Linked DNA regions of Mus musculus: regions 1, 2, 3, 4, 6 and 7 are each linked to region 5. Evidence: chromatin contacts called from public HiChIP or PLAC-seq and promoter capture Hi-C data. All regions are on one chromosome and are shown on one strand. Each heading gives the region's core, a stretch centred on a gene start, on an enhancer-like site or on the middle of the called end of the contact. The rest is flanking DNA. Distances are from core to core; before and after follow the strand shown. Region 1 overlaps Fmn2 (formin 2). Region 2 overlaps Grem2 (gremlin 2, DAN family BMP antagonist). Region 3 has its middle 78 kb from the start of Grem2. Region 4 overlaps Fmn2 (formin 2). Region 5 holds the start of Fh1 (fumarate hydratase 1). Region 6 holds the start of Grem2 (gremlin 2, DAN family BMP antagonist). Region 7 overlaps Fmn2 (formin 2).

Region 1 (2,700 bases), core at 178-2,677, 880 kb after region 5:
GCTATTCTGAAAAGGAATATCATATTAAAGGAAAGTAATGCCTTACCATTTATGAGTCTCTGTCAGGGCAGCCTCCTGTGACTCTTGGTCAATTTTAGCTGAAAATGAAAGAAAAAGATGTGAAATAGGTGCTAGGCTCTACCATCTCATAGAGTATACAATCTAAACAACATGGAGTTGATTTAACTACAGATTCTAATGATCTCCAACCAAATATTATCTTAACCCTGTTAATGTCAGTGATATGGTAGAAACATCATTAAATTTGATTAAATTGACACTAATATGTGAGAACACAGGATTTTAACATAACCAACCAAAACTTTTAGGTTAAGAATAATTTCTTTACATCTGACACAGAGACCTAAGGAATGGAAACACTACTTTCAAGGTTACATTGAGTGTGCAGGGACCTAAACACCAACACAGGTTCAAATACCAAGTTGGAAATTAAAACAAACGAAGCTGATACAGATTTTAAACTCTGTGTAGCCACACCCTTGGGGACAGATCTCAAGTGACTGATTATGAGCTGTTCTGAAAGGGGGGACATTATTATTCACCCATTTATCTGCTATAATATTTTTGTCAGTGCTGCGGATCAAATCTAGGGCCTTGCCTATGCCAGGCAAGGCCGCTATCACTGACCTTCAAGCTTACATTTATTTGCTCTATGCTTTTCTCTAAAAATAAAATGTCTGACAGGAAGTCACAGATCAAATTTAGGATGGTGGAATGAAGATTTCCTATTGCATAGAAATCACATAGACACTCCAAAAGTAAAATGTATGGCAGCAACTTTCACCTTCTTTCTAAGAAATTCTGTAAATATTCTATGACTCTACTCTCTTTCTCTTGCTGCATATATATTTGACATAAAAGTTTCAGAGACACTAAGGAAGACACTCGTTATTTTTCGTCAACTCTGAGGGAGGGCAAAACATTAGTTATGACTTTGCAAATTAACAATTGCATGGCTGTTACCTACCGAAAGTTAGAATATCACCAAACTACAGGACAATACAGAAAAAATATCATTACCAAGCCTACACAACCTTCATAATGCCTCTCTCACAAAAATAGATGTGCCCATGATAAAAAAAATACACAAATAGTAAATAATCTATTTATAAACCTTCTCCGTTGGGTCACAGATGGAGCCATTTGGAGAAATCAGAAGGCAAAGTGGAGAAGGATAACTGAATGAACTCTGTAATCATAAAAAATCAAAACAAAAAAAATTGGCAGTGTTGACCAAATAAAACCCATAATCCTTTGGGTATTATTAAAGTGTCTCTCTCACTACTTAAAACACAATAGTGCAGCTTGAGTTGGTTAGTGTTTTACAGCTTTAAGACTGCTCTGCAAGGTCTGTATTGCATGTCCACTGCCCTGACACATGTCAACCTAACACTCTCCTCCATGGATGTCAGAATTTAACAGGGATTATTTGAGTTGGCAGCAGGAGTTTTTGTTTTCTCCTTTCCTTTCCCTTTTTTGTACTTTAGATTGTTTACACGCATTTACAGGTCAATCATTAGCCACTTGAAAGGCTGGGATACACATTAGATATTGAACTCAGAAAGGCTTTAGTAAGAACACATAAAAACTACCTTGAGCATGCCTAAAATAAAATGTGATTTGCTTCCGGAAACAATTCTAGAATAACATAAAGTGCCTTCAGAGAAAAATAACAAAGGCAGCCCAAATGAACACTACTTTGACAAAGGACCGTTTGCTTGTTTTCTTGAAAAATACACAGATTAAAAGCATTGATGGAAATTGATGGGAATAATTTCTAGACTAGTTTAGAAGATTCAAGTAAATGATTTATGAAACTAAAAGCACATGAAACTGAAACTCTTAAGAACTTTTTAAATTCCCATCAGATTAATGTGAATTCCATGACATTTACCAATCAGATTCACTTGTCAACATATGCAAATTATTTAAAACAATGTCTGTAATGACCAATACATGTGAAGTGAATGTCTTCCTTACGTTTGGGCATTGAAGATCTGAAAGATCTTTAAGTGAGCCAACCACTGTTTTATAATGTTTTGACATGATATCAAGATGCAGAAAATATATTCTTGCAGCTTTTCAAAATCGTATGCCCCTAAATCATGGTAAGTGGAATGAAGTGAGTCTTGCTAGTTCACAGTAATAATTCCTTTTGATGTCTACCGAACCCAGCTCTTGTTTCAGTGCCTGAGAAAGTTGGCTTCAAAAAATTAAAACCAAAACCACTTTAATCCAATGTGGCAGGAGATTGATCCATACCAAAGAAATAAAACATAAAAACAGATCTCCTTACTAAACCTAATAACCATGCTACAATAATAAAGTCAAATTAGAATAACAGGCAATGCTTGGGACTTCTCTACTATCCATTATTTTCATGTAATTTTTAAGCTACAGGGACTTGTATATTGAAACTCTAATCAGCTTTGATAAACAGTCTAATTGGAGATCAAAGGAAGTGCATTAAAGGCCAAATTTCAACTCTGAATGTAGAGTCAACAATGCAAGGAGCCAGGGCAGATTTCCTTTTGTATTGCAGGAAGAAGAAGAAGAAGAAGAAGAAGAAGAAGAAGAAGAAGAAGAAGAAGAAGAAGAAGAAGAAGAAGAAGAAGAAGAAGAGGAGGAGGAGGAGGAGGAGGAGGAGGAGGAGGAGGAGGAGGAGGAGGAGGAGGAGGA
Region 2 (2,812 bases), core at 81-2,580, 740 kb after region 5:
GTGGGGCCAGGGAGCAGAAGAGAAAGGCTGAGGACTAATGAAAGGATGTGGGTGGAGATGGGACCACCAATGTGTGGAAGGTGTCAACAGTGGATCTGGAAGAAGGGGTGGGTGGAGTCTCTTTTGGAGAGTTAGAGTTGGATGAGAGTTTCACTTCTAGCTAGGTTATTCTATGTGCCAATATGGCAGGAGTTGGTTGTGATGGGGTGGAGGGATAGACAGATGAGTTTTAAAAACTTTACACAGGGTACAATCATGTAGGAGCTTCAATTTTAGAGGATCTATCTATTGTCTTAGTTTCCTATTAATTTATCTACTGTTATGCTGCTAAAATTATTTGGTTTCCATATACTTCTCATTATTTAGTTCACTGTACCTTTTGACCATCTCAGGTACTAAGTATAGTCCCAAGAGCGGCACAGAGAATAAATCAGTCCTCCCTCTTGAGTTTTCTTTTTAATCCAGAAATCCAAAGAAACTTTCTAAGAACCACAATAATACCCAAAGACTGTGGGTCTTACACTACATCACCTTTAACTCAGATAGTACATAAGCAAAACTGCTGGTGTCTGAGGCTAGTCACAGCAGAGTTATCTAATACATAGCAATTCACAGCAGAGTCATCTAGCACACAGCCAATCACAGCAATGTCATCTAGCACACAGCCAATCACAGCAGTGTTGGCTAACACACAGCTAATCATAGATGAGCTAGATCACCAGTTTCGCTTATGAGTTTTCTCTAAATTGGGTGTGATGGCACACTCCCTTAATCACAGAAGGTGGAAGAGTAAGGTAAGAGAATCAGGAATTCAGGCCAGTATGAAGAATATAGTGGTATCCATTCTCTGATATCAGAAAAGGAGGAGGGTCACAGGAGGCCATGAAGATGAAGCAATTTTGTGGATTCAAAGAGAGGTGAGATATAGTTTTTTACTCCAGCTGCAAGATAGGCCACTGAGGGACCACATCCAGGCATACTCGTATACACACAGACCACTTGGGTGGTAGACACATAGCACATAGACCTAGAAACACATGTAGGCAGACTGACAAAGGCAAAGGCTACAACCTCTGGCCTCAATGCCATATTTATACAGAATCCACACAAAAACTGGCAGCCTTTCAGGAATAGTTAAAAAATGGAGTACATCACTGCTTGCTTACTTTAGGGGTTCCCAGGATGTCTGGTCTGGTGTCAGACATTTTGTGCTGACTCAGGCCCCTGAATGTCCTGTGTCAGTCATGTTTTAGCTGACTCTTACAGCATATCTACATCAGCACCATGCTGTTTAAACATAAACTCGTCCTATGGCCTTCTGGTGCCAGTAGTAGGTCAATGGGCTTTAATGTAGCCGCGGGCAAGAAGTTCACAGACAAGAGTTCACAGTTGCTCATGTCAATTCAAACACAACAAACTGTTTCATCTCAAGTTTTGGTTCTCTACCAAATAATACCCAGAGCCATTATAAGAAGGGATAGATTCTGATTAGTATGTCTGAGGAAGCCTAGAGTGAATGATAATTTACTTTGTAGCTCAAGCTGGCCTCAAAATCATTACATAGCCCAGGCTGGCTTCAAATTTGATTTCTCTGCAGCAGCCTCCCAGAATTTTAGACTCATAGTCAGGAGCCATTTTGCCTGGCTGATCAGCTAAAAATAGCTAATTAAAGTAATTAATTAACAGCTGATGAAAACAATTAAGGTATCTATAAAGATAGACTTACCAAAGTGTGAATGTATATCATTCTAATTTTTGAAGTTGCTATTTTTGAAAATAGAGTTTTATTTAACACAACATGCCATAGATTATTTTAAACAAAGTCATAAATAATTCAGGTTGTTTGACTTTAAAATACAATAAATATGATAGCTGTAATAGAAACAAAAGCTCCTTGAGGTCCTTAAGAGTTTTTAAAGAGCAAAATGAGGTTCTGATCATTGCAACTTTGGTAAGGGTTGGGTCTAGTCAAGGAAAGGATATCAGGGCTGGACTCCCCACTTCATTTGCTCCAATGCTTGTCTGATAAATAGGAATCAGTTTTTCGCTGATGAGCCTTGACGAAGTTATGCTTTGATATGTCTTATGCTTCCCATCTGCACTCTTAAGCCCTCATATTTCCTTTCATACATTGGTTGTTCTTACTGATATAATTTGAATGCCATATATAGTTTATTTTTGTTTCTTGTGGGTGTTTTTCGTTTGTATCTTAATTTTCAAGATTCTTTTCTTACTTCCTCAAAGTAGGTTTTGTACAGTTTACAGGCAGGCTTTTGTGCCTACAAAGCTCATCAAGTCAGATCCCCCTCATTTGCCACCCTCTTTCTTGTTAAGTTCCTAAAAGACAGTTACTCTCTATGTTCCCCCAATGATTGCTGCAGCATCCCTGGATCTCCCTGAATATACATTAGACTGTGTTCATTCTTTGGGTGGTCACATGATCTGCTCACATCTAACTGACAAAGATGACATCCAGACTCTTTAGTTTCACACTGTCTAAGGCGATCATTGCTACCCACCATATACATGTATATCACTCATGCTCCTTACACCCAAATGTGCAGATGGGTATGTGTGGAGGCCAGAGGTTCATGTCTGATGTTTTTCCTTGGTTTCTTCCCACCCTTACTTTTTTTTTTAACTTTTTCCAATTTTTATTGGGCATTTTCTTCATTTACATTTCAAATGCTATCCCAAAGTCCCCTATACCCTCCCCCCACCCTGCTCCCCTACCCACTCACTCTCACTTCTTGACCCTGGCGTTCCCCTGTACTGGGGCATATAAAGTTTGCAAGACTAAGGGGCCTCTCCT
Region 3 (2,700 bases), core at 87-2,586, 630 kb after region 5:
AGATTTGTACCCAACAGGTAAAATTCTATAAATCTCTATTTCAAATGTCACTGAACATAGTTTCACTCTTCAACCTATCCTGTAGTCTCTAGAGAAACCCACCAGGCAGGAGGGCAAAATGAAAGACTTACTGTGTAAGCCACTAGTAAAGCTAGCACTATTAGCAAGGGCAAGTGAATGGAAGATAAAACATGACCTGTGTTGTCAATGAGGTGAATTCATGTTCAGCCTTGATCCATTTCTATGGCCAATAACCAGGGGAAGTAAAGTCAAGTCTTTCCTTCGAACTTCAAAAGTCAGCAGGCAGAGGACAAAGAAGCAATGGGCCATAAAAGATCAGGGCTGAGCTACATTCTTCAAAGGCCAGAAGCAGATCATGTTTTAATACCTGGATCTGGGACATGCCAACTGCTAAACCAAGAACTAGATGAGCCCCAAGTGAACCTCACTCATTTTGTTTGAAGGTTGGTACTAGAAGTACCACATTATAATGGACTTTTTAAAGTGAATCCATCCAACAGGAATATGTACACTGAAGAAGTCAGAGAAAGACTGAAAATGGAGGAATTGGGTCATTAGAAGGGAGGGAGAATATAGTGATCCTGTTTTCAGGATGTCTTCGTTATCTTTAGATATATATCCTTTCTTGTCCTTCCAGAATCTCAATCAACAGTTATGGTTTATACTATATGACAGAGCATTTGTGTTAGACATTCAAGCAACTTAAGTTGTTTAAAACTAATAGTCTCCATGTATCTCTCTCTCTCTCTCTCTCTCTCTCTCTCTCTCTCTCTCTCTCTGTCTCTCTCTCTCAAATGAGATGAAAGACAATCACAGTGAGGAGGAAAAAATATATTATTATGTCCCACAACCATGACATCGGTCCGTTCACAATGGTGACTAGGTGGTCGAAATCTACAAATGCAATATCTGGAGATTTCCTATGTGCCAGAAAACTGTGGCACCTAACACAGCCTCTCTGACACCTCCATTTCCCCCTCTGCTTTCTCTTTGGGGAGCCAGGGTCCTCTGCTTGCTAGCAACAAAGAATACAGCAGATGGCAGCAAGCAGCTGCCACATGCTCTGAGCTTATCATGTCCAAGTCCTGTTCAGCCCGGCTGAAGGAAGGTTGAAAGGGGAGGTAACTTGTCAGATTTCTGTGTTCTCTTTTTCTTCTTCTGTCTCTGCCTTTCCTCCAACTAGAAAGAAAGAAGCATTTAATCTCTAACTAGCACATAAAATCAGCAATTAGAGGCTGGACAAGAACACAGGTTTGTTCCTGAAGGCTGAGCCCTACCTGAGTCTGAACAGTAGTGGAAGAAGGCCACACTTGCTGCCTGCCCTGCTGCCTTGTTCACTTCTCAGCCTTCAGGGGCTATTGAGCATTCCTTGGATATACATTCTGAGAACACTCATCCAAAGCCAAATTCTTCATAGGCCATTTCTACTCCCTCTACCTGTCCATCTTACACCAGCAGCCACGCAGAGGACACAGGTAGCAGGAAGGCCTGAGAGCCCCCAGCTTTCAGCCCAGGAGCGCAGAGATAAGCTTGGATTCTCCTAACTCAGCCTCTGCAGACCACAGCAGAGCTGTCAACATGCCCTGTACTTCTCTGAGCCCCTGCCTTTAAACTTGTCCTGTTTAACTCAGCTCAGAAGCCTGGAATCTGTGAAAGTAAACATTTCTTATCCCTTGGATAATCTGGATAATGCAATTTAAAATACAGACGTCTATTCCCTGGACAAACACAACTGCCCTGACGTTAATGGGGCCATTTATCTGTGTTGAAGTTGGTAAGCCATGAGCACTGTTGGTGATGTTGGGATTTGGGGGATCTGATTAGCTCTGTAGTTCAAGTGACAGTAAGAACAGTGCCTGTGGCATGGGTTGGTTTCTCCTATCTTTTGGGTCATTGAATAACTTGAATCTTTTCTCCTCTGTGCTAAAATCTGAAAGGTAAGGTTTTGGTTTTTTTCTCGATTTAGACAGTCCAGTTTATTTTTCATAACTATCAAGGCGTACCTCAGCCTGGCATCCTGTTTCAGTGAGGTTCTCCAAACTTAAAATTTCTACAAAAGACAGACCCTGCAGGAAACTAGGATTACAGGTTTTAGCACCAAGTCTTTGAATTCAAAATATTTAAAAATACCTTCAGTACGTGGATGCATTTGGAGCTACCACACCTTCCTGCCTGGCTCACTAACTGGAAGTTCAGGCTTTCCTATTCAATTGACCCTGACTGTCTCAGGTGATCGCATCGCACAAACAGTGCAATCACAGTACAAAACTCAGCCGATGGACTTTCTAAAACTGGTTCATACAAAGTGTTGAAATAGAGTACAGAATGTTAAAACAGAGTCCTGAAAGAAAAAAGAAACCACTCCCAAATACCTTTGCAAAGTGAAGCAAAATGTGGATATCCACATTTTAGTAGAAGTTGGATAAGAACATTTTCCTCCCCTGCATCATTTCTGGGATGAACCATTTGGCTAAATCTCTGGTTTCTTAGCAACAGATAGTAACTGATTAGGTAAGTGATTCCTATTTATCCTAATAAAAAAATTATGAAATAGTGAAAATGTGAATCTATTAGCAAAATGAGAGAAAAATTCAAATCTCTAAGAGATGTTTCTTAGAAGCCTTTCAAAATACTTTAAAAACACTTTGAAAAAAATCCAACTTGCGAACTTTGAATTTT
Region 4 (2,736 bases), core at 157-2,656, 980 kb after region 5:
TTGATAGTAGTGAAACTGTGGTCAAGGCCTGGGGAGATGGCTCAGCAGCTAAAAGCAATTGCTCTTGCAGAGAATCAGGGTTCAATTCCAAGCACACAGAGGTGGTTCACCACTCTCTATAACTCTAGATTCAAGGGATCTTATTCCTTCTTCTGACCTCTGTGGGTTCCCAGGCATTCAAATAGTACACAGACACACATACAAACAGAATACTCAGACCTAAGAAATAAAATCATTTTTAGAAGAGTATGATTAGACCATGACATCTAGAACACCAATCTTACCCTCATCTTTTTGACAAGGCACTTCAAAGGAGAATTGTGATGACAAAGTCAATTCTAGATTTAGTCTTTTGACAGGAGAAAAACAAAAACAAAACAAAACAAAACAAAACAACAAGAGAAAACAGTTCCAGGATATGTAAATGAGGTGAGGCAGGCCCAACTATTTAACCTATTGAATGTAAAAGTTCTAGGAGGGTGGATGTGAATCTATCTCACAACTTCTAACTTAGCCTGCAGCTGAGAGCAAGGATTGTGATGGGCAACATGGCTCTGTAGCATGTCATCCCTGAAAATGCCCACTCTAATGGTTTAGGACAACCTTTAAAACAGTATTATATATTTCACCATAGAGACACCAGCACCGACAGTAGGAAAAATGCTATACGTGGGAGCAACATGTCTGATGGAAGAGGCTTGAGTTCATGTCCAATCTGCTCAACTAATGAGCCATGCTATCAAACACTGGACCACTAAGATGTCTTCGGTTGTTTTCTTCCATACTATGATACTGGAGGTCTGGATACACTTTTTCTGGCACCTTCACATCCAAAATCAAATGTAACTGGGTTACATTTCTCTAGTTTTCTCGGTGGAGTTTTTTCCTAGACGTGAATTAAAGTGTAGGAGCTGTGAGAGATGCCTACCTGACAGGACAATGAGGCAGGGTAGACAGGTACAGCTGCTTCCTGCTAGGATGTGAAAAGCAGCCAAGCTTTTAGAGAATGGCTACGCAGGGTTTCGAAGGGACTCAAGCACTCCCTTCAGATCGTAATAGGATAAAGTGTCTGCATAATTCTGTGTGACCCTTCAACGACTGACTTTCACGCCATGTTATTGTTCGACTTGCATGTTAAGGGAGCAAATTTTCAATGAACTCTCCCTGGCTGTGGCACAGACACAGATGTCAGGCGGACTCCTTTGTTCATAAGGTTCCCATTATTAGCTCAACCCGAGCTGAATATTTGACTGAAGGAAAAGACCATATCATTATTTTCAGATTTCACTCTATGACTTCACGGGGCTACATCTGCCAGCTTCAGAAACACCAAGTGGTGCTTGGCGCCAGCCTTGGCGTTCTTTTCTGTGACTATTACCCCAAATGTCTCAGCCCGAGGAAGCCTCCTCACCATCAAAACAATTTAATAAAAACTAAAATTCTGATTAAGAGTTACTCATCAATGGACAGGGCATGCCACGCTCATGCTATTTGTGAATTATACCCCATGGTATTTTAGGACTAACAAACAGAATCCGCATTCACAAATGGGCAAACTAGAAAGCCAGTAACTATTTTCATGATTTATAAGTCCTGTGTTATACTTGAAACCATATTCCTTTAATAGGTAAATTGGCATTCCTTTGAATAACTCAATCTGCTTTAAATCTATTCTAAGGCTCTGGGCAGCACAAAGGAGATTTGAAATCCTTATACAGAATTCTTCTGTTCATCTTTGGACCATCTCTCGGCGTAGATATGATAGGAAGGTATGGCATAGGAATACTCGTCAAGTAGAAGGCAGAATGTATTACAATACTGACACTAAAGCCATTTAGAAAAATGTTACAAATCACCCAAATTCCAATCCTAAAATATTTCATAAACCCACTAAAATGTACATTAAAACAACATAAAAGAGTAACTGCTTCCATGTGTCTGGGCACCATCAATGATGCTAAGCAACAAGGATAACTTGAAATCACCTTTGCTCTTCACTAGAAAAGGCTGGGGAGATCGATCAGTGGTTAGGTACGCTTACTGTTCTATCAGTAAAACCTATATTTAGATCCCAGAACCCAGGTCAGGTGGCTCATACATGCCTCTAATTCTATCTCTAAAGGATTTGATGCCCTCTTCTGGCACCTGCAGGCACCTACACACATGTGCAAACACACATACATTAAAACAAACAGGGAAAGAAAGAAAGAAAGAAAGAAAGAAAGAAAGAAAGAAAGAAAGAAAGAAAGAAAGAAAGAGAGAGAGAGAGAGAGAGAGAGAGAGGGAGGGAGGGAGGGAGGGAGGGAGGGAGGGAGGGAGGGAGGGAGGGAGGGAGGGAGGGAGGGAGGGAGGGAGGGAGGGAGTGAGTCCAACTTTCTATAGTAGAAGGACCTTGGGTTTATGCTATAGTTGCTCCAAATGCCTGGGGAAAGAATGACCAGTTTTCAACTGAGAGGCACATGTATAATAGAATTGCAATATTCTTCCAGTATCCTGCAGAATCTTGGACCATGAGGACCTAAGAGAACTTGTCCTATTTTCCATCCAACGTTTTAAATACATCTTAGACAAATGTCCATTCAGTCTCTTGAAAATGCCTGTTTTCAGTTCAGTCCTAAGTAGAGCAATTTAGTTCACTAATTGGCATTTCTAATCCTAAGAACATCTCTAAAAGAGCAAATGCTACAAGAGCTTCTGCAGCTCACATACTAGGTAGGACTGATTTGGACTAGAATT
Region 5 (2,700 bases), core at 15-2,514:
CCTTAACCTAACTTTTAAAGAAAATTTGGTTCTACCTTTCACCAACTACTCTAAAAATTTCTCAGCCATTAGTTGAGAGAGGGAAGAACTAGATACTGAGGTCTGAAAACCCACCGGTACTGGTTTAATTGATTTAGCTCAGCTATTAGTCTTATTCTTACTTATTTTATTTCATTTGTGTTATTTTGAGACAGGGTGGCCTGTATCCCACACTGGCTTCAGACTCCCTGTGTAGCCAAGGATGGCCTTGAACTACTATTCTTCCTACCTGCACTTCTCAAGTGTGAAGATTGCAGGTCAACAGTGCATTTGTGTCAGGCTCACTATGAAGCCAAGGTTATTCTTGAATTCAACTCCTCCCTACCGTGGCATCTAGAGTGCTGAGGCTATAAATTGAAGCCTCTCATTTCCTGAAGAACTTCCTCTTTAACTGTCTTCTGATTCTGCATTAGAAAATTAAAAGAAGAGACACAATTTTTTTTATCAGTTACTCTTTTTCCATTGGCATCATTTAAGCAATGTTTTCCCTAGCCTGTAACCACAAAGAAAATCAGAGATGAAAAATCCCAAGGAATGTGGACACATTATAAATGTTATCAGAGGACATGTTAAAAGACAGAGGAAAAGGCTGGAGAGATGACCCAGTGGTAAAGAGCAGTGACTGCTCTCCCAGGTGTCCTGAGTTCAATTCTCAGCAACCACAGGGTGGCTCACAACCATCACAATAAGAGGGATCTGATGCCCTCTTCTGGTGAGTCTGAAGTCTGCTACAATGTACTCATAGACATAAAATAAATCTTTTAAAAAAATGACAGGAAAATTGACTCCAAAATGACAACTAGGAGCATTGTGGGATAATTGATTACTACTTCCTTGTTTAAAATTTGAGGCACTTTCTAGGAAGATAAGTATTTGAGACACGGATTCATACAGCTGCACGTCATGGGTGGTTGCAGGATAAATATTAACTTGATAACATGTTCTTTCTAGGCTGTCTCACGGACCTAGTACTACAGGCATCTTCAGCCAGTTTCCTGCCTCCTAGCAGCCACATTTGAAGTATTGTCGGAAGATCTGACCTCCCGCCTCTTGTCTTTTCCCATGATTCCTTCCGCACTAGTTTCCCGTGAACCCGAGGACTTCAAACAGCCATACTACAGGCCCAGGGAAGGCAACCCGCCCCATTAGTTATTATTGGCCAGTCATGGTTAGTCCCGTCCTACATGCTCAGGAAGAGGCGTTTGATTGGTTACGAGCGTGGCCGGAATCTGACGTATTAGGGGGCGTGGCTCAGGCTCAGCTTTCCACCCCCGTACAGCAGCACCATGTACCGCGCACTCCGTCTCCTCGCGCGCTCGCGTCGCCTCCTGCGGGTTCCGTCCGCCGGTGCTGCAGTGTCTGGGGAAGCGACCACCCTCCCGCGGTGTGCTCCGAACGTCGCGCGAATGGTGAGCGGGCATCTCGGGACCCGGCCTCCCCGGGGTGACCTTCACGTCAGAGTGTCCCGGGTGTCCCCGCGGGCCGCGCCTGGGCTCGGCGCCGGCCAGCACGCTCACCATCCGCCCCGGACGCGGCCTCCAGCCGAGTGTGTTGGGGCTGCGGGCAGCGCTGAGGGACGCGCTCCTTCCTGCTGGGGAGCCTGAGTGTCAGGGCAGACCTGCCCAATGCCTGAGCTTGCAGAGGCCTTCGGTCCAGGACACCTTCTCTGGGAAAGAGCGTGCACGGAGGCAGAGGGTGGGGGATGCCGGGGTGCAGGAGTAGCCCGAGGAAAGGGGAAGCCCCTTCCTTGTCCAGATCGCAAGCCCTGCTGGCTGGACACAGACAGGATGCTCCCCTAGGCTAGGGTCTGGCTTCTTGGTCCACCAGGGTGCTCTTTCCTGCTTTCAGGCCCTCGAAGTGGATGAAGCCAGTGTGTCTTCTGAACGGAAAGGCTTTGCTTCTTACTAACTTGACTATTTAGCTTGTGAGGTTACATGTGTTCTCTCTCACAACTGGGTGTAAAACTCCGAAATCCATAAATGTGGACCTAGGAACATAAGTACTCGGAAGCATGCCTGAGCAGATTGGATAGGACCGAACAATTGCCCTAACCAAGATTTTGTATTCAGAAAGACAGCTAAAGGAACTTAAGGGGCCAGGTCCAAGGTATGGCATGCTTCGTTAAGCCCCTGTACTGTTTAGAGTTCTTTAGAAAACGAAAAATGCGAGTGTGTATGTACTGTTAGGAAAAGTTTGAGAAATGAATAGTTAGGAAGACCACTCCGAAGTGTAGCATGTCTTCTGTAGTGTGGGGTGTGATTTCAAGTCCTACTGCTGCGTTCAGGCTTTGTCCAGTTTCTACATGTAAAGCTGAGATAATTACAGAGGCTCAGCAAGATAGAACTTGGGGAAAACACTGTGCTTCTTAATTAGACCTCCTTTAGTGTCCTTAAAAGGGCCAAGACGTTCTCTCAACTTCTAGACGCTTGAATGACAACTCTGTACCGTCTTGGGGCTTGGGAGATGACACCAGTGAAGAATCCATCAGGTGGTTCACACCCACCTGTAACATCAGCTTTAGGGGACCTGTAACACACTCTTAATAACCTCGACATATGCGTGTGTGCAAACATACATACACACACACACATATGCACCCATGCACACACAGACACACACTAACATAAATCTTGGAAAGAAGCTATGAAGTCCAGGTTGCTT
Region 6 (2,885 bases), core at 132-2,631, 700 kb after region 5:
TGGTGTTATCTTCAGCAGCTGCTTATTACTCTGTCCTTTCCCCTGAGGAATCTGGGATGTCTCGGCTGACTCTGGGTTGGCCCCTTCTGAGTAACTGCTTTGTAGTTCCACATTGTTGGAATGGATTTAAATATGAAAAGAAAGCAGGCAAGATGTTTGTTAGCAGCAAATTGTAAAATATATATATATATATTATTCTCTATGATTTTGAACTTAGGTGCGCTGTGAGTTGGCTGAAGCCAGAGTGTCGGGTTTTAATAAGGCATGCAAAATAGGATAATTCTGGGAAAGAAACCATCAAGGCAAAAATCAAAATGGAGTTCTGTGGTTTCAGAAGCAACAGCTTTTGCCAAGAAAACCAATAAAATATACTGAGGAAAGACCATAGTAGGCTGTTTTTTAAAAAAATAAGGTGAAATCTTATTTTCTTTGAAATTTCCCAGCTCAGTAACTAAGGTCTCAGGATTTTCTTAGGCCATTTCTTCATTGATGGGATCAAAGGTTTACCTCTGTGCATGTATACAGATGATGAGTTTACACTCAGGTGCCTTTGTCAGTTGAGACTCATGGAGGTTCAGTGCTGAAGAGGCCAATGGAAACCAAAAATCCCCCAGAGAAAAAGCCAGCATCCAGCGAACATCACAGTGAAGTGATCTATCCTGTCCAGACCAAGTGTGCGAACATTGGTCTATATTCTCTGGATGCTGAATAACCTGATTCGTATTGGAAATCTCTGTGTTCAAAATATCGGGAAAATATAAGGATATGTGGAAAAGAAAATAAATCTAAACGTTGGATACTTTGCGCTGAATTCATTCAAGACTTTAATCATTAATTAAACTCATTTTTGGCCATGGGATCAGCTTGCCTTCAATTTCACCCGCCTCAGTCATTAAAAACAAAAGGAACCTAGCTTTATGTGCATGTGCACACACATGTGTGCTTGTACGTGTGTGTGTGTGTGTGTGTGTGTGTGTGTGTGTGTGTGTGTGTGTGTGTGTGTGTGTGTGTGTGTGTGTTTCTATACTCTTGACATTTTGAGTCCACCCTAAAGAGAATGATCTGAAGGCGTGAATGGGGTTTGCGGGTAAAGAGGCTGGTGGATTTCTCTACATGACAAGGTTTGGATTGGAAGTCTGCTAAACAAAATGTTAAGAGCTGCCCACAAGGTTGTAAATCCACAGTCTGCAAAGAGGAAGGGAGAAATACAGAGAGCGACTGGGGTGTGTGTGTGTGTGTGAAGTATTTGTGGGTTAGATGAGAAGCGAGGGCTGAGTGAAGCCCGAGAAGGAGGGGTGACTGGTGTGATTTGTTTGGTGTTCTGAGCCAATAGAAACTCCAGCCTGTGATAATATCCCCATGCAGCGCCTAGAGGACTCAGTGCTGTCTCCAGCTCCTTCCACATCTGCAGGCGCGGCTGGGACGCGCTCCGCCCTCTGTGCGCTCCACTGGGCTCCGCTCGCTCCGCACACCCTCGCTGCTTCCCAGGCCTCCTGCAGAACCAGGCTGCGGCTGCCCCCGACGATACGGCGCACAGCCCGCTGTGGATCCTGTCATTCACAGAGAGGAGAGGGACAGGGAGACACACAAGGGAACCGAGGAGGAGGCTTCCATCTCGTCATTGCAGGTATGCGGCTTGTCACAACCTATCTGACTGCGCACAGGTTTCTATCTTCTGCCTTTCTAAGGCACCTAGGGTAGATTCACGTCTGTCCGCGGGGCTGGCTGGTTCGCAGAGAAGTGCCGAGTGAATGCCCCCTGAGTTACACTGCTTTCATGTGGCTGGGGCCACCAGGTGGATTCACCTATTGGATTCTGCGTAGGTGGAAAGCCCAGACCTTTAAACTTCACAGCGATCTTTAAATTAACTAATTAAATAAATAACACCAGTATCTGCACATTGTAGTGAGGGTTCCCCTTGGTGACCCGCATTCTAATGATGACCCAACATGTAATTGTTTAGAAAGCAGGTTTTGAATATAGTCAGCCTACCTAATATGTTAATGTGTTCCCTGTAGGATCAGGAAGCCACAGAGGATTTGGGCATGGTCTTGATTTCCTAAGCATGTACCAAAGTGGATACAGCCTCATGGCTGAAATATCACTATGTATTTAGGCTGTGTCTGAAGGAGAGAAGGAAAGAAGGGAGACAGCAAGTAAAAAACAAAAAACAAAAAATGCAGTTGTCATAGTCTTACCTTCACTGATCAATTAATGATACATTTGTCTTTCAGCACCCCTGACAGGATGAGTTCTAAACTCTCTCAAATTAGGTTAAAAGCATACGAATTGATCCCAGTACTCAAGAGGCTGAGGCAGGAGGATTGTGAGTTCCAGGCCAGCCTGGGCTACATAATTAAAACTATGAACTGAAAAACTTTGTACAAAATATAAACATTTCCAGGCAATGAAATGTGTAGTTCGTAGTTTTGTTTAATCGTCCAAGGTATAGATTTCTCTGTGTTTATTTTTGAGGTGAAAGGTAAGGGGGGGGCGATAAAATAGCTATTTTCCTGGGAATTTGCCATGTTTGATTCACAATTTTGAAGCTGGTTATGTAATTTTTCCCCCATGTTGATTACTTATGATTCAATTAACATTGCTTAATCAGTTCCATCTTCCTGGAAAAGCCAACGGGACTGAGTGAGTAATTGTGATAAAGGACTGGTCCTGGACAGTCCTCAGGGCTGATATTCACAGCCTTAGCCTCTGTACGAAGTGCTTTTCCTGGAATGGGGATACAGAGTAGGGGTCTCTTCAGGATGTCACGTGGGCCATCAGATGCAGAATCTGAGGAACGCTCTACTCAGTCAGCTCCTGGTATTTGCTGATGGAGACCCATTCATTGACAGTTCAGAGCTGGCTCATCCCCCCTCCGGTTCCTG
Region 7 (3,062 bases), core at 546-3,045, 860 kb after region 5:
TTTGAAGGTACTTCATTACTTGGGAATCAGTACAAAGATAATAATAAACTAATCAATAAAGACAGTATCTAAAAGTAAAAAAAAAAAACAAAAAACAAAAAAACAACAACAAAAACGCATTGTTTTTACAGAAGCCCTGAGTATACATCTTTTACATCTTCATAGCTCCCATATTGGAGCAGGAAAAACAGAGTTGACCATGGGCCTCACCCTCTATGCCTTGAAATCGACCACTTCCCAGAGCTAATGAGCAAACACAGGAAGGACATAGATGTAACCCTGGAACTTGTAACCCTGGAAGACACAAAGTCTTCCCCAAGATGGCTGCCTTGAGGACTTCTCATTGCCATTGCCAAAGATTCTTATAACTCCCTCCTGTTCCCTCCTTCCTCTCCCTCCTCTCCCTCCCCTCCTCTCCCCTCCCCTCCCTTCTCTTTCATTCTCTACAGTTCGGACATGTAACTGTTTCCATTTCATTTAGCATCCTTCCTGCTTTGCACAGTGCATTTACTTGTCTTGACACTGGCTTCCTAGATAACTTTCACTAAGCAGTAGTGTCATAAATAACATGAATGATCAGCCAGGAGGGTAGGGTACAGAATAGATCATTCAGTGCTCATCTGTCCAGATCAGTATATGTGTGACTGATATACAGTGGCTATGTAATTGTTAGTGTTATCACCAGAGCTGACCTAAGAAAACATCCTGTTTTAGGAACGTCCTTGCAGACTACTGAAAATATGATTGAATAAAGTGATATAGAAAGTGGAATTGACTCATTATTGAAAGGTTGCATGGATGCCCTGGAGAAAGACAGTGAGGTACTCAGGACACTAAAAACAAGGTTAAGGCTACAGACATGCATCTTAGAGAGAACGAAATTATGTCCCCTATTTATTAATAAGGCAGAAATAATAAGCAATTAAGACAATATCAATAGTTAATACCACAGAGTACCAGGGATGTTTAAATGTTCAAATTAGGCCTGCTCAAATTGAGATATCTACATGGAAACTTGAACAGATGCTCAAAATACAAGTTTATAGGGGCCATTCACTGTTCTCTAAGAAGAGCTAGCATTTCTCCTAAGCCAGAAGACACTGTTAGACCCCTTTCCTAGACACTGTCTTAGCATTTTGCTTAGATGTCAATATAATAAGTAAAGCTATATTTAAGCAAAAGCCAGATTTGCAAGTTCTAGGTTTGACAAGGAAAGGAAGAGATTATATGGCTTTTCTATTACAAACTAAAAATAAGTGATAGTCAATGAAGAGGGTAGATGGTATACCAAAGGTACCCTGGCATATGGAAGCAGAAGTAACAAAGAAAACTCCAAGAACCAGGCAGGCTCTTGTATGTTATGTGTGGCCAGAAAACTGAGCAAAGATTATTCCACAGAGGAGCCCAGAGGACCTACCATTCAGTATGGCCACCAGGAATGCAGTGGTCAAAGGGCCTCGATATAGCTGAACACAGTGGCTGGACCTCTCTGTAAGCCAAGGGTGTGGGGGATTGTTGGGCTCAGTGTAAGCTACTGAGACATAGGACTCTAATAAAGTAGGAGCCAAGAGGTAATGCTCAATGGCCAGAGCCTGGGAACCACACTTACCATAATCACTGAGGAAGCCAAGGACGCTGTGGATACGGTTAATAGAGCATGACATCCTTAGGGGCAAACAAATGTATTGCTCAATGCTTGAAACTTAGGAAAAAGGCAAGAGTAGAGGGTCAGGAGGCTAAGAGGGGTGACTCTGCTAGAAAATCCATGATTCATCAATTGGTTCTCAGAACTACGCTAATTTGGGTCCAGAATCCACTGACCTGACCGAAGGCTTCTAGTCCCTGTGAGGAAGGGCATGAAACACTGAAGCAAGAATAAAGTGAAATGGATCTGGGTAGATGCTTGAGGGGGGAAATGCTGGCTGCACAAGCACAAGGTCCTGAGTTTAATCTTCAGCACCCATGTGATAGCCAGGCACAGTGACCTGTCCCAGATCTGGTATGGCTCAGCCAGGGGATTCTGGAGCTCATTGTCTACCAGTCTAGGCAATGTGACAAGCCTCAGGGTCAGCATGAGTTTGTTACAGAACACAAGATAGATTGTGACTGTAAAAAAGTAGCTGAAGTTGACCTCTGTTCTGACTTACACACACACACACACACACACACACACACACACACACGCAATTTTAAAAGAATACACTATAAGTATTCTTCCAGTCCTTCCCCAAAGGGAGCTTATAGCCATGACTCTGATATTCCTACACGTTAGACAATAGGAAATATTCAGACATACTGAGGACCCTGGAACATGAGGGTACCCAGAGACACAACCATCCTGGTCATTTTACTCTTATGGGAACGCACAGGCTCAGGGGCAGGCAGAATCCAGACATGCAGGCAGCAGGGATAGCTTTCACAGGGGCAGAGAAAAGCTGACAGTAAAATTGTCAACGTGTTGTAACAAACACTGCCCTGAAAGAGCTGATAGGTACTTTTGGTGGCATCAGGCAAAGTAAAAATTTAGACAAATACCCAAAATGACACAGCACTTAAAATAAGATTAGTTCAAGAAGTTGGAACAACTTTGAATTTGGGAATATAAAACAAAAACACTGGAAAAATAAACAGAGCAAATGTCAGGACGTTTAGGAGACAGTGACATGTTTACCTTACTTGCCTTCTGATGTCTTTATGCGCCTTTAACTGTCTGGCAGGAGATGCAGACAGAATAAATCATGAGAGATAGAAAAATATTTAAACAAGTTTATCAAGTCACTCAAAAATAGTCAAGCTGGGTGTTGAGGTGGCATGTGCCTACAATTCCCTGCTGATGCAGGAGGATCACCATAAGTTCATAGCTAGCCTGGGCTGAAAGTGAGACTGTGTCAAAAAAAAGAAAGAAAAAAAGTCCAAAAAAAAAACAATAAACAAATACAGGCCCTTACACCTAACACAGGAACACAGTGTTCCAGTGAAATGATACAATAGACATGTATTGACAATTCTCAAGAACACAAGTCCTAAAATTACACAGAACCGTTTCTCTTGATGACGTTTTT

The links. Promoter capture Hi-C pulls out the DNA fragments that hold promoters and counts their contacts. HiChIP or PLAC-seq counts read pairs in DNA pulled down with a chosen protein or histone mark.
Region 1: a promoter capture Hi-C map of liver shows a contact between it and region 5, with 3 times the contacts expected there. The contact joins the enhancer-like site here to the promoter of Fh1 in region 5. A contact is called at or near these places in 5 of 39 promoter capture datasets (the 3T3-L1 cell line, 3T3-L1-derived adipocytes, hippocampal neurons and 1 more), 1 of 484 Hi-C or Micro-C datasets (liver) and 3 of 115 datasets of contacts at active chromatin or transcription factors (astrocytes, hepatocytes and large pre-B cells).
Region 2: a contact with region 5 is called in a promoter capture Hi-C map of liver, with 2.7 times the contacts expected there. The contact joins the enhancer-like site here to the promoter of Fh1 in region 5. A contact is called at or near these places in 6 of 39 promoter capture datasets (the 3T3-L1 cell line, cranial neural crest, hippocampal neurons and 2 more).
Region 3: a promoter capture Hi-C map of liver shows a contact between it and region 5, with 2.3 times the contacts expected there. The contact joins the enhancer-like site here to the promoter of Fh1 in region 5. A contact is called at or near these places in 5 of 39 promoter capture datasets (the 3T3-L1 cell line, 3T3-L1-derived adipocytes, cranial neural crest and 2 more) and 1 of 115 datasets of contacts at active chromatin or transcription factors (stem cell-derived neural progenitor cells).
Region 4: an H3K27ac HiChIP or PLAC-seq map of the NIH/3T3 cell line shows a contact between it and region 5, with 4 times the contacts expected there. The contact joins the enhancer-like site here to the promoter of Fh1 in region 5. A contact is called at or near these places in 9 of 39 promoter capture datasets (the 3T3-L1 cell line, cranial neural crest, hippocampal neurons and 5 more) and 2 of 115 datasets of contacts at active chromatin or transcription factors (the NIH/3T3 cell line and large pre-B cells).
Region 6: a contact with region 5 is called in a promoter capture Hi-C map of 3T3-L1-derived adipocytes, with 3 times the contacts expected there. The contact joins the promoter of Grem2 here to the promoter of Fh1 in region 5. A contact is called at or near these places in 7 of 39 promoter capture datasets (the 3T3-L1 cell line, 3T3-L1-derived adipocytes, hippocampal neurons and 2 more) and 1 of 484 Hi-C or Micro-C datasets (adipose-derived mesenchymal stem cells).
Region 7: a contact with region 5 is called in an H3K4me3 HiChIP or PLAC-seq map of neural tube, with 7 times the contacts expected there. The contact joins the enhancer-like site here to the promoter of Fh1 in region 5. A contact is called at or near these places in 4 of 39 promoter capture datasets (hippocampal neurons, liver and second pharyngeal arch cranial neural crest) and 1 of 115 datasets of contacts at active chromatin or transcription factors (neural tube).

What each region holds. Positions count from the first base shown.
Region 1 is chr1:174,741,653-174,744,352 of GRCm38.p6, reverse strand. Fmn2 (formin 2) reads right to left here. Exons shown (of 18, transcript NM_019445.2): 15 at 47-98. Among named protein-coding and RNA genes, the nearest start is that of Gm51689, 14 kb to the left of the region's middle. Within about 2 kb of position 1,427, at least 3 of the 459 cell types and tissues checked have an H3K27ac peak or open chromatin away from gene starts, as enhancers often do. A contact at or near this core is called in hepatocytes and liver, where this site is marked.
Region 2 is chr1:174,884,094-174,886,905 of GRCm38.p6, reverse strand. All of the region lies in intron 1 of Grem2 (gremlin 2, DAN family BMP antagonist), which reads left to right. Among named protein-coding and RNA genes, the nearest start is that of Grem2, 36 kb to the left of the region's middle. Within about 2 kb of position 1,330, at least 2 of the 459 cell types and tissues checked have an H3K27ac peak or open chromatin away from gene starts, as enhancers often do. A contact at or near this core is called in liver, where this site is marked.
Region 3 is chr1:174,998,372-175,001,071 of GRCm38.p6, reverse strand. No RefSeq gene overlaps it. Among named protein-coding and RNA genes, the nearest start is that of Grem2, 78 kb to the right of the region's middle. Within about 2 kb of position 1,336, at least 8 of the 459 cell types and tissues checked have an H3K27ac peak or open chromatin away from gene starts, as enhancers often do. A contact at or near this core is called in liver, where this site is marked.
Region 4 is chr1:174,648,046-174,650,781 of GRCm38.p6, reverse strand. All of the region lies in intron 7 of Fmn2 (formin 2), which reads right to left. Among named protein-coding and RNA genes, the nearest start is that of Gm51689, 110 kb to the left of the region's middle. Within about 2 kb of position 1,406, at least 13 of the 459 cell types and tissues checked have an H3K27ac peak or open chromatin away from gene starts, as enhancers often do. A contact at or near this core is called in the NIH/3T3 cell line and second pharyngeal arch cranial neural crest, where this site is marked.
Region 5 is chr1:175,624,199-175,626,898 of GRCm38.p6, reverse strand. It overlaps Fh1 (fumarate hydratase 1), which reads left to right and starts at 1,264. Exons shown (of 10, transcript NM_010209.2): 1 at 1,264-1,448. The coding sequence starts at 1,326.
Region 6 is chr1:174,920,315-174,923,199 of GRCm38.p6, reverse strand. It overlaps Grem2 (gremlin 2, DAN family BMP antagonist), which reads left to right and starts at 1,381. Exons shown (of 2, transcript NM_011825.1): 1 at 1,381-1,627.
Region 7 is chr1:174,765,569-174,768,630 of GRCm38.p6, reverse strand. The region is part of intron 15 of Fmn2 (formin 2); the gene reads right to left. Among named protein-coding and RNA genes, the nearest start is that of Gm51689, 10 kb to the right of the region's middle. Within about 2 kb of position 1,795, at least 5 of the 459 cell types and tissues checked have an H3K27ac peak or open chromatin away from gene starts, as enhancers often do. A contact at or near this core is called in liver and neural tube, where this site is marked.